2 separate regions of the Mus musculus genome follow, and region 2 is linked to region 1. The links are chromatin contacts, called in public HiChIP or PLAC-seq maps. All regions are on one chromosome and are shown on one strand. The core of a region is the stretch at or near the end of the contact, and the rest is flanking DNA. Distances in the headings are between cores, read along the strand shown. Region 1 holds the start of Chst1 (carbohydrate sulfotransferase 1). Region 2 has its middle 15 kb from the start of Gm13816.

Evidence for each region. HiChIP or PLAC-seq counts read pairs in DNA pulled down with a chosen protein or histone mark.
Region 2: a contact with region 1 is called in an H3K27ac HiChIP or PLAC-seq map of microglia, with 4 times the contacts expected there. The contact joins the enhancer-like site here to the promoter of Chst1 in region 1. A contact is called at or near these places in 10 of 39 promoter capture datasets (the 3T3-L1 cell line, 3T3-L1-derived adipocytes, the SN4741 cell line and 6 more), 3 of 484 Hi-C or Micro-C datasets (the AML12 cell line, cerebral cortex and embryonic stem cells), 8 of 115 datasets of contacts at active chromatin or transcription factors (astrocytes, embryonic forebrain, embryonic midbrain and 5 more) and 3 of 9 other capture datasets (adipose tissue, embryonic stem cells and liver).

The regions. Positions count from the first base shown.
Region 1 is chr2:92,597,175-92,603,259 of GRCm38.p6, forward strand. It overlaps Chst1 (carbohydrate sulfotransferase 1), which reads left to right and starts at 2,533. Exons shown (of 3, transcript NM_023850.2): 1 at 2,533-2,974.
Region 2 is chr2:92,723,981-92,730,065 of GRCm38.p6, forward strand. No RefSeq gene overlaps it. Among named protein-coding and RNA genes, the nearest start is that of Gm13816, 15 kb to the right of the region's middle. Within about 2 kb of position 3,436, at least 50 of the 459 cell types and tissues checked have an H3K27ac peak or open chromatin away from gene starts, as enhancers often do. A contact at or near this core is called in the AML12 cell line and microglia, where this site is marked.

The DNA.
Region 1 (6,085 bases), core at 1,283-3,782:
CAAATGGCAGGCTGCTTGCTGTTTCCTCCTTTGCCTTGCATGCCCTGTCCACCCCACAGCTATCGTTCCTGGAGTTAGCTCCTTCTCCAGGAAGCCCTTCCTGAAAGACATTCGAAGGCTGCATCTTCACCTGACTTCCCAGGCCACTTAGAAAAACGCAAATTTTCAGTGACCACTCTTTCTAAAGGGTTTTTTGTTTTTTGTTTTTTTTTTTTTTCACTTTTGTTTTAAACTCCGCCTACGTGTGCATGTGTCTGTGTATGCGGATGTAGGCCAGAAGAGGGCGTCAGAACCCCTGGAGCAGGAGCCACCCGCATTTGTGAGCTGTTTGCCATGGGGGTTGAGAACTGATATGCTCTTCTAGTGGAGGCATCACTGCATCCCCTCCCCCACAGCGCCTTGCACACAGTAGGCACCTAAGAAACATGTTTTTGTTATATGGGGGCAACCCCAGGTAACTGGGAACAGACTCATAGTACTTCTGAGGACCCAGGTCTGTGTCTACTTTCAGAGTTTAAATATATTTCTCCCCAGTTCTTTACATTTTAACCTCACTGTCCTCTCCATCCAAAATATAGCAAAGTTTGAAAAATGACTTGCTGGGATCAGAGAGTGGGAGATAGAGGAGTTTCTAAGCCTGGACTATTCTGGGGTAGCTGAGATTCAGGCAGGGATTAACCTAGGTGAAAGAGATGGTTCTGGTTCATCCAGGGTGACGGGGGGGGGGGGTTGGTGGGGGGGGGGTGCAGGCTGTCCATGGACAAGTGGGAGGGGCCTGAAACCTGGAGTGTTCTTGCAAGGCCAGCTTTCTCTTCTTGGTCATGTCAAAACACAGCCACTTACCATGGAGGTGGGCAAGTGACTAAAGCCCTGTGATGCTGGGGCTGAGGTCTGGTGCCCTATAGCCCTGGCTGCAGAGGGTGGAGGTGGGGGTGGGGGATGCCGGGTACAGCTGCAGCTGGAGCTGCTGCATCAGGGATGTCAGGAAAGGCGATGTTAGTTGTCTTCTCTGAGGAGGTGGTGGGGGACAGGAGTTTATAGTTAGGGGTTGGCAACTGTAACCAAGACAAATGACCATGTGGCCTACTGGGACCCTTGGAGCAGAGGTCTTCACGTCATCTGGTTCCATGTGAAGCCTTTTCTGAAGATATGCCCCTTGGGGTCTCCGGGAGACTCCTAGACATTATGTTATTCCCTTCTTAGCGAACAAGTAAGCATCCACCCAAGCTAACATGGGAGCTGTTGCCCTAGGAGATAAGAAAAAGCACCTCCATTTTTCCTCGTGAGGAAACTGAGGCACGGGTGGGGGAGGACTGCATCACATGGTCACACAGCAGACTCACAAAGGCTCCTCTGCACTGAGAACTTCCAGGTGAATATAACCTCATTAAAAAACAAAACAAAACAAAAAAAAAACCCGTTGTTCTCTGCACCGTATCAGGAGTGACAGACGGATGGACAGATCGTGTTCTAGGAGACGTAAGAGACGGTGGAGATGGAAGCCCACTCCTTTGGACGATCGCTACCACTCTGGACAAAGTCTACTACTGCCTTTGGTCCAGAGCCCTGCAAAGTACCTACACATCTTCAGATGGGAAACAGGTCAGGATGGGGTCTGGGTTTGTGCGCATGGACACCTTGGTGGCCAATGGTAGAAGTGGGTTTTCCCTCCTCTTCAGTTCAGGGCCACAGGCATTCCTCTGCTGGCTTCATTTTTCCTCCAGGCCACACTGAGGGCTCAGGGGTATGTTTCTCTTGTCACTAGCTATAGTGTTCGGTGCTTCTGACATGCAGGAGATGCTCAGTCGATATTTATGCAGAGAACGAAGGACCACTGTAGTGCCAGGGCTTTGCCGCTGTCCTGGTCCCACAAGTGCAGCTTGTGGACTGGTAACTACCTGGGAAGACAGATGCAGCCTAGGAGGAAGGGGCTGGGCAGGATGGAAAGCTTCCTCTAGCAAAGGAACTCTAGTGTCCGACTAACTGGCCAGCTCCACCCAGCCCCTGCTGAAAGGGGATGACAGGATCTGGGGCAAATGAAACATTTCTTTAGTTGTGGGTGATGGAAGAGAAGCAGGGGCATGTAGTGGAATATCGACTTCAGTTCTGGGTTTGGGAGTCTCTGATTGCCCTGGCTGGGGAAAGGAGCCAGGGTCAGGTTGGGGCTGTAGCCAGACTTGGGTATCCAGAGGCTTTGGCTGCATAGATAGAGCCATGCCTTCGCTAGGGCGGGTGTAGGGGGAGAGGGCAGGCCAAGAGGTACCCGTGCTGCTGCCGCTTGGCCTCCTCAACTCGGGGGTGGGGGGTGGGGGGTGCGGGGTGGAGGGTGGGGGGTGTGGCTGCCTCGGCCCGCCGGTGGGTTGGCTCCGGAGCCCTGCTAGTGGGGGTGTCCCGGCGCTCCCGGCCTGGGCTGCGCGGGGGGGGGGGGGGCGGGAGGGCGCGCGCTGACGGGGTCGGGCGGAGAGGGGGCGGGCGGCGCTGGGGGTGGAGCCGGGACCGCAGCGCCTGCCACCCGCTAGCTCGGCGCTGAAGCAACCACCGCTGCTTTTGACTCCGAGACGCAAGGAGGGTACTCCGTGAGGCTCTGGCCTCCGAGGCTGCTGCTGTCCTCCGGAGACTGGGGCTGCAGTGCTCGGTGTCCCGGTGCCTGGCCCTGATCTCTCTCTCTCTCTCTCTCTCTCTCTCTCTCTCTCTCTCTCTCTCTCTCTCTCTCTCATCAGGAAAAGGCACTGTGCAGAGCGAGCCACCCGGAGCTAGCGCCCCCGAGCCATGGAGAGGGGCCCGTGAGGGACGCGCGGAGGCGGAGGAAGAGGCTTGGGAGGAGGGAGGCCGAGGAGCAGGGCGCGGGAGGAGGAGGATGCCGCCGCCACCTCCACCGCCACCACCACCCGCGGGCCCCCGGAGAGCCTGACTCTAGACTAAGGATGGAGCCAGCGCTGGGCGCTGCAGCGGCTCCCGGCGCGCCCGCCACCAGGTATCGGCCGGGTCTCCCGGGCCCCGGGGCAGGCGGGAACGGACTGCACCGCAACAGCCGGGAGGGGCGGGGGCGCGGGCGCGGCGGGAGACGCCCCTAGCTCAGGGCCGGTGTCTCTGGGCGGTGCGCGGAGGCGGTGGCTAGGGACCGCAGAGTGCTGGGCGCTGGGAGAGGTTGGCTGGGGCTAGTAGCCCTCCGGAGAGCTCCGCGATCGCTCCTGACCTCCTCCTCTGGTGAGGGCAGCAAACTTGGGATAAACGTCTGCCCGGGGCTCCTGTTCTGCTGCTGCGGTACCCGCTCGGGTGTCTGCTCCGGGTTGATCATGCAACAGCCTGCTAGACCCGAGCGGCCGAGGTTGCCAGAGACCCTGAGGTTCCCGTGCCTCCTCTAACTTTACAAACCAGGCTTACACCCTGAGGCAAAGCACTGTCCCGGCCTCTTGCTTATAGCCTCGGTCTTGTATCGGCTTCTACTATGCTGGTGATAGGCTGGGCCCTTAGGAGACTAGGGCTGCCTGACGGTGCAGAGCTTCCCCCCACGCGAGGCCAAAACAATCCTAGCACCTCTCTGAGTAGGATATGGGGTGGTCAGCTTCTTTCGGGGTCCAGGGAGGGACACGGTGCTTGACTTTACAGTAACAGTAGACAGTGGCCCTAGCTGGAATCTATGGGTTAAAAGGCCACGCTATCTGAGGAAGGAAGGTCCTGCTAGGATGGCACCTTGGCTTGATTTCAGGTACCTCACCATGTCACCTCTCCCTACTCCAGGTCTGCCTCTTTTTAAGATTACATTCCTAGTACCCACTTCCTGATGGGCTTAACCGTTTAAGCAAGAGGCTTCTGGACACCAAGGCTTTTGGGGTCCAGGACCAGGGATGTTATAGCTGACTGCTGAGAGGTTGAGGCTGGGACAGGGGAGGTGCATGTCCAAACAGTGACAGGAATTCAGCCCACTGTCTTCTGGAGCCTAGGGACATAGGAAGACACCTATGGTGGAGGCAGGAGGCAAGCATCCTGGCTGAGCAGAGAACTGGGAGCCACTTGGGAAACCCAAGGATACCAGTGGATGTAAGAGGCAAGTTGAGATGGGCTCATAGGCTAGGGAGATACTTTCCGGGGTTTCTTAGCCCTTTAGATGGGACCAGGCTGTCTCACAAAGAGATCTTACCTGGCAGGCAGTTCCCAGGCCCCAGTCCCCAGTAGCTGCCACACTTGTAGGCATCCTGATGACCCTGTTTCTTTTTCAAAGTGCTTCTATCGTCATGACTCACACTCTGGAGTCACCAGGGAGGTATCAAGCTTCCACCCTAGTCTATTCCCCGCCCTCTTGGGTCTTTAGGGAGCTGCCAGGAAAGGAGGGGGTGGATATGCCCTTGGTCTTGGACCCCTGCAGGAGCCTAGTGTGACAAACTTTCATTGCTTGCTGGTGGGTGAGTTGGCTCGAGACCAGCAGTCCAGGTCATGGTATCTGTGGGGAGAGGAGGGGTGTGCAAGTGAGAGAAAGCCATTGATGATTATGCCCCAATATTGCTGGAGCTTTGAGATCAGGACCCCCCCCCCTTCTCTGTCCCCTAACTCCTTGGTTTCTTCATCTCAGAGCAAAAACCCCCTCCCCGACTCCAAATCCAAATTTCCCTTTTTGCCGAGTGGTTGTGAAGCTTTGGGTTAATGGCTCCCTTCTGAGCATCCTAAGTTAGCCCACTTCCTCCTACCCTCGCCCCCATGTCCTGTCGGCTCAGTGCAGGCTCTGATTCAAGGTGTGGGTTTAGATTCTCAGTGCCCTCTCCCAAGGGCCCTGGCTCCAAAGGGAGGGTGGCACTGGGGAATGCTAGTGCAGGGAGTAAGTCAGGCTGCACTGGAGGAGGGACCTAGCTTTGTTCGACTGAGTCTGAAAGAGCCCTGGGTGTCAGGTTCTCAGTGAGACCTGGTTTGTGCGGCCCCCCACTCCCCCCCCCGTCCCGTCCCCAGCCCCCTCTTGCCCATCGGCTATGCCCCATCCTTTTACATAGGGAGTCTGAATTGGTGTGAGGAGGGAGCATTTGATAGTCATAATCTGGTTCAGAGAAGGTCCCGAAGCCCTGAGTCACTGTATGGTTTCCATGGAAACAGACTTGTTCAGAGGACTCGATGTAGCAAGGCATTGGGAGGGGGGAGGGAAACATATAGTAAAATCAGGCTCCACAAGTGTGATGGAGCTGGACCAACTCCCTTTGGTGGGAAAGACAGAGGAACAAGGAAGGTTCTGGCCTCCGAGGGGAGGCTGCTTCTCTCCACCCGCACACAAGGGATTCTCCGTCGGGGCGGCTGACAGGCAGGCAACCGACACTTCCGTGGATCTTCTGGGCAGGTTCCCAAGCTTCTGGTGATCTCTCAATGCCTCGGTTTCTTTCTTTGTAAACTGAGGGTTGCAAGAATCCTCACCTAAAAGATCCCCGAAGGTCAAGTTCATTAACGTGGAGCACATAACAAAACCACAGAGTGTGTTGGGAGAGTGTCATGGTTACTTATTTAACGGGGAAAGGGTTCACCTGGCTCCCTCGCCTGTATCCCAGCTGGCGGTCTGACATCTGTGCCTGGACTGGCCTGCTTGGGAAAGGTGGTCTTCTGTAGCCCTGGCACCCCTGCTGGGAGTCAGCCACTTGGTTCATCACATAGAGATTTATTTAGGATTGTTCAGCCTGGTACTTTGCAGCCCTGGCTCTTATTTGAGACTCTATCCACCCAGGAATCTTGTATGAAGAAGAGGCCACATGGCTTTGCCTTAGCATCCTGAGAGAGGGTTGGTTGCTGAGTTCTTTGGGGCTAGGATGGAAGAGATATAGACAGAAGGGGGCCCTATGGCAGAGAGACGGGTTCAGCCCCAGTCCCCCAATCCTGGGGAGGGTGCCCATGAGGTTATGAGAATCAGGACCCCAGAGCAAAGTCCTTAAGGTTTGGCGCCTCCATTGCCCAGCTGTTGGGGCAGGGAGAGGTTTATTCTAACAGTGCCAACTTCAGCAGCGTCAGGGAGTGTAGTGGGTTGGGAGCATGGCCTAGGAAGATTCAGGCTGAAAGTGACACACTAGGAAGATTCAGGCTGGCAGTGACACACAAGCAGAGTCTCCTCCCCAGG
Region 2 (6,085 bases), core at 2,186-4,685, 130 kb after region 1:
CTTCACGAGTGAAGGCCCTGATGTGAGCTTCCCTGACAGCTTGGACTAATTGTCTTGTCTCTGCTCACGACACTAACAGTATTTACATGGGAGCAGCTACGGTTTTACAGCTCCAAGCCACCTGAAATCCTCACCCTCCAATAATGATGCTCAGTGGTTGCCAAGGAAACAGCAGGGGATAGGAGGGTTGGGAGAATGGGGTGGGATCTCAGCAGGACCCCTCTGCAGTGGGAGTTCTTTCCCTACTTGTCTGCATCAACAACCAGGCAAAAAGGCAACAAGAAAGGCAGGGGCTTTGTTTGTTTGTTTGTTTGTTTGTTTGAGACAAGTCTCACTGTTTAGCTCACTATAGCTAGTTTGGAAGTCTCTATATAGATCAGGCTGGCCTCAAACTTCCAGATAGCTGCCTGTCTTTGCCTGCTAAGTGCTTGCCAACTTGAGTTTTGAGAGCTCACTAGTTTAGCTAGAAAGGACCAGCAGTGAGCCTCAAGGATCTGTCTCCACCTTCCCAGCACTGGGATCAGAGACCGAGGGCCACTATACCAAGCTTTTTACATGAGTGTGGGGATCAAACTCAGGCCCTCACACTTGTAAGTACAATCACTTTACACACTGAGCTATGTCCCCAGTGCTGGGCTCCCTTTTCCTCAGTAGGGACACAGTAGCCCGCAGAGTGGCCAGCTGCTTGCAGTGCTCAGCGGTGTACATGGCTTCTGATTTCTTGACTTTTTCTTTTTTGATGTCCAATGCAGCCTTTCAGTCAATATTTATTTATTGAGCATCGACTATGCCGTCAGTCTCATGCTAGCCCTGGGGACAGGACACAGAGGTGAGCTGGAAAGCTGGGGCTCCCGACTCTACTGATTACATAAAGTTGAGATGGAACTAACACTCTTCATGTGTTGGTCCAACTCGATGAAGACAAGAGGCAGGTAGGAGAAATTTAGGGAGCAGGGGCCGCAGGGTGATGATATTATCAGATACCTAACCCAGCATGGGTGCACTGAGAAAGCTTCCAAGCGGAAGTGGAAGTAGGAACAGGAACTGGCTGGCTGGGTGAGGTTAGAGGAAAAACTTGAGTAAAGGTTCCATGGCAGGAGGGGTTACTTCATGATACCCTCATTACTGTATTATTGAGAAGAAACTAAAGAGTGTGACTTGCTCAGGGTCCCCAGTAAGGTGAGCATTGGTTCCTGGGCCGGTCTGTCCTTTCCTGTTCTTGCTCTTTGGTTACTATCAGGCTTACTAGCTCCAAGCTTCTTGATTTTGCTCTTGATCACAGGCGACTTACCGGATGTCACTTAGAAGCAGTGACTCAGTCAGGATGGGGCCCTGAAGAATGTTCCTGAAGGTCTAGGTAAGAGAAAGAAACTCAGTGCAAGGGAACAGGCGTCTTTGGCCACTCGCAGTTCCAAAGCAGGCTGAGGTGGGCATGCCAACAGGACCAGCTGTGTATGTCACTGCCTCCTCCTAAGATGGAGCCTAGACTTCTCTAGTGGTGAGATGGCTTGTGTATATGGTGGGGGGTACTCTGTGCAAACTTCCGGTACCTTCCTTCGGTGGTGAAGTGGCATCCCCTGGTGGGAGGCCTTGCCAGAGGCCCTGATGGACTTGGGAATCCCACGCTGAAGGGGCTTCCACCAAAAGCTGTTGATGATTCACAACAATATCTTCACGCTCAACTCGCAGGCAGTGCAACTAAAAAGTCTCCTCTCCCCAGGAGTCATCCCGATTTATGTATGGGTCTTGGGGGGGGGGGGCATTGGGCACATTCTTGAGCCTTGTAACTTGCCTTAGATTCCTGAGTGCCCTCTTTCCTTGCAGGAGGAAATACTTCCATTCAGAAGAAATGGCCCTGCCCTCTTGTCTCTATTGCTCTGGACAACTCAATACACAGCCACCCCCAGTTCATGACTGGAAAACTCTGGGCCTCCAGGTCTTCAAGCTGTCTGTCTCTGACAGTCAGTCCTAGATGCCTAAATCCACATAGCCCCTCTCCTGCCTCCACCCAGTTCTAGCAAACACCCTGGGAGAGAAAGACCTTGGTGAAGGAGAGCCACGGGAGTCTTGGGTTCAAGTGCTGATGATCCTCTAACCCAGAGGTTTAATTTCTGCGTGTGCATTTGCTCTCGAGGTCTGCAGGCCCTGTGGCCTGCTCCACAGCACTGCCCAGGAGGATGAAATGAAGTCCCAAACCCCGCCCCCTTCCTGGATACATGCATATATACACACACACACACACACGAACACATGTGTGAGAACATATGCATGCACATGAGTGTGTGTGTGTGTGTGTGTGTGTGTGTGTGTGTGTGTGGAGAGAGAGAGAGAGAGACAGAGAGAGAGGTCAGTCCCACAGCACTCTCACGAAGTTTTGCTGATTGACTGAAGGAACATACAAGAAACCAGGGAGCCATTACAGGAGATGCTGTCAAAAGCTGGCCCAAAGATGTTCACTTCGATGAGCTAGAAATGAGAAGACAAGGCTGGCTGGGGATGCAGGGGCAGGGGAGGGGAACATTCTGGAACCCAGGGTCATCCATAGGGGGTGCCAGGCTAAATGTGAGCAACTGTGACGCCCAGCAAGCCCTGGACATGGCGCTCTCTCTAAATGAGTCTTTAATAATTCAGTTACACAAATTGAGCGTAATTAAATTGTCCCTGTTGAAAATGCGCCGCTGTACATATGAATGATGAAATCAGGATCCAAAGGCACCGCAGAGGAGACGATAAGGTAATTTTCCACTTGTGCTAAGCAAGCTGGGAATCTTCAAAATGCAATTGTGCAGAGCGCCCACCTGGGATTATTAAAGGGCCAGTTCTCTGTGTGCAGCTTTGTCTCCCAGCTGCTGCCCCCTCTCTCCCTTTGACTGCAGCCCATGGTCTCCTCTGGAGCAGAGGAGAAGTGGGGGAAGGGATCCGAGACTCACCACTGGCAGCTTCCTGGTGCTCAATGCATTGTGCTATTTTTGGAGGCCTTCTCTCCAGCTGTCCCTTGCCTGGGGCCAGTCCAGTGCTTAGACGTACATGGTCAAGGGGCATCTTTGACCCCCACAAGCCAAGGCCCCTTTCTCTCATCCGCTCAGCTGTGCTCCAGACCTAGCCATGACCACAGTAGTCACATTCAGCCCGTATCCCTGCTCTTGATAGGAGCACTGTCTCCCACCTACCTGGGGCTGGTGCAACCAGGCCCATGGGGGGAGGTTGATGTCCCCAGTGGAAGGAATAGACCCTCAAGGACTAAAAATCTCACTGTGGTGCAGGCACAGTAACCCTGGGACCATGTCAGAGGAGTCACTCCCGGAGTTCTGTCCTCTGCTACCTCCTCTGAGCCTGGCTTAGTTAGTAAAGACCAAACTGAGGGATCTTCCCAGCCCTGACCCCTGACTAGGCTGTCCATCTCTCTGAAAGATAAGGTTACAGGGTCTGAGGAAGGCCTGGGAAGGGGGCCAACTCACAAGTCTATACTGAGTGAGTCAGATCAGCTTCTATTGGAGATGTCCCAGCAGCTCTGGGGAATTCCATAGTGGAATGGCCCTTGGCCTAGGAGCCTTGGTCTCTCCCATCCCAACCTTGTGCCCTTTCCCTCACTGTATGTACCCTTTGAGGAACACGGAGTCTCAACCAAGTGGGCTGTGGCAGGCTGTGGCAATGCATGAGTGTGCAATGGCCCAAATGGTGGGCTAGAAAAAAAAACGTAAGTCCTTTTGTTTCTCTTTGTTGGATGCAGGGCTGCACATACACCTGGACTGGCCTAGAACACTATGTAGCTAAAGATAATACGGAAGTCCTGATCTTCCTACCCCAACTTCCTGAGTGCTGATGTAGTTCAGTTGGCAGTGTTTGTCTAGCAAAACATAGGCCTGGGTTCCCTCCCAGCACCACACAAGCCAACACCAGTGGTGTTGTGTGCCCTTAATCTGGGCTCTCAGAAGGTAGGGGCAGGAAAACAAACACACAAACAAACAAAGGATTCAAACTTACTTTAAAAGTCTGGACCTGGTGTTGGTGAAGTATGCCAATAGTCCCGACTTTCCAGAAACAGAGGCAGAAGGATTATCAGTAGTTCTGGGCCAACCTGGATTACACAGTAAGACCCTGTCTTAAAAATAAAGCTTGAAGAACTATCAGAAACCCCAACTTCAACACAAGTTAACAAAGCAACAGGAGAGAAGCTGAGTTTTGGTGACCGATAACCCTGCCTCGCAGGTGACTCCTGGTTTGCATTTCTTGTTGGTTCCCCAGGGCATCTAAGCACTGAATACAGTCCAATATGTTTGTGTCACAGATAAATGTGGCCCAGAAAGGGTAAGAAACCTACCCAAATTCACCCAGCAAGTTAGTTCCCCAGTCAAGACTTGAGCAAGAATGACTGCTTTCATGTCAGTTCCTGCTTTCCCAAAGCTTCCACAGACTGAAATGGGTCTTGTTGGTGTTCTGGGTCTTACTTCTCAGCTGTTCAAGGCAGCTATAGCCTCCTCCCTGAGTTCTCTGGCTCCTGCCCACCCCCATCAGAGGCCACTGTGGTAGAATCCGATCTCATTCTGTCATTCACTCCCCAGTGCCGAGCAGAAAGAACATTCTGGGCCAGTTCCACGCAGCCTGAGCCTGTTTGTGCCACCTCCTTGGGTCACTTCATCTCTCTCCCTGCTGGCCCTCTGGCTCTTGCCCAAACACAGCTCACTGCTCTTCTGCTCAGCTTGCAAGGTCATCCCCTTGCCTCTTCCAGGCAGCCTTCCTTGAGCTCTGGTCCCAGCCAAGGTTAAGCATGTCTGTTCTTCCTTAGCCTCTCTGTAGATGAACTCACACCTGCAATGGACCTTCAGGTAGCTAGGGGGAGAAATCAAGGCAAACCAGTCACTGGGCCTGTATGTGGTTATGCTAGAACCCAGCTTGGGTCAGGAGCTCCCAGGGCCACCCATACCATGTATGGAGGCCATCCAGGTTTCTAGATCTTGCTCACTCACGTCTTCAACCCCACTGGCTTCCAGGCCTTCCCTCCTGGGAGTCTCCTCTGTAGGTTCACAGAGTTCCCCAATCCTCTGATTCAAAACTCAGTCCTCTCATGCAGAGGAAGTGGCAACCTACCCCTACACACAGACACACAGACACATGCAGGCTTGCAGGCACACACCCAAATCCTTCTTAGAAGGAAGTTTCCCTGAGCCCCTAGGTTGAATGACAAGCCCATTCTAGACTCTCCAGGGTGAGTGAAGTAGCCTTTACTCTGTCCTTCCTGTCCCAGGGCTTTGATCAGCTGCTCTTGGTCTCTGAGCTCCTGATTCCTGCTGGCCTCTCTCTCTGGGTATTGCCAGGCAGCAGGAGGAAGAAAGAAACAAGGATCAGGTGTGTGTGTGTGTGTGTGTGTGTGTGTGTGTGTGTGTGTGTGTGTTCGTATATGCATATGCATGTGTGTGTGTTAGGGTGTTAGGTGTGTGGGCTGTGTGTGGGGTGGGTGCTGACTCTAAGCACTTCTTTCTATCCCCCTAGCTATACCTTTGACCTCAACTAAGCCACCTGCCTCTGGCCCAACCCTGACTCTAGCATACCAGGCTACCTCAAAATCAGGCGGCCATGTCTTGCCCTGGCCCAGAGCCCTTGCACTAGCTCTCCTCTCTTCCAGACCACCTTCCTTACTCATTCAGATCACAGATCACACATCATACACATGACTGACATACCCTCCACTGCACTTGCATGGCTGTGAGGCCTGGGGCTCACTTGCCTTTTCTCCTGTGTGTCCCAGGTTGTGGAGCATAAAGACCTCTCTGCCTGGTTTGCAGTGGCTCAGCTCCTGACATCTGGTAGGTGCTCAGTAACTCTCTGAGTAAGTGCAGGCATGAGGAGAAAGAGAGATCGAAAGGAAAGAAGAGAAGGGCACAGGAAGGAGGGAAGGAAGAGCCTGCCCAGTGCTGTGTGGTTTCATCACAGCCAGGCAGCGCTTCAAAACAGACAGGGCATCTTTGCCAGCGCAGGATGTGTATGTGGAGGGGAAATGAATGTTTGGACTGGGTATCTCGTTCCCCTCTGCAGGTTTCATCTGGACAGACCCATTGTGAGCCAGTGCTGTCTCGATGAGAGCCTT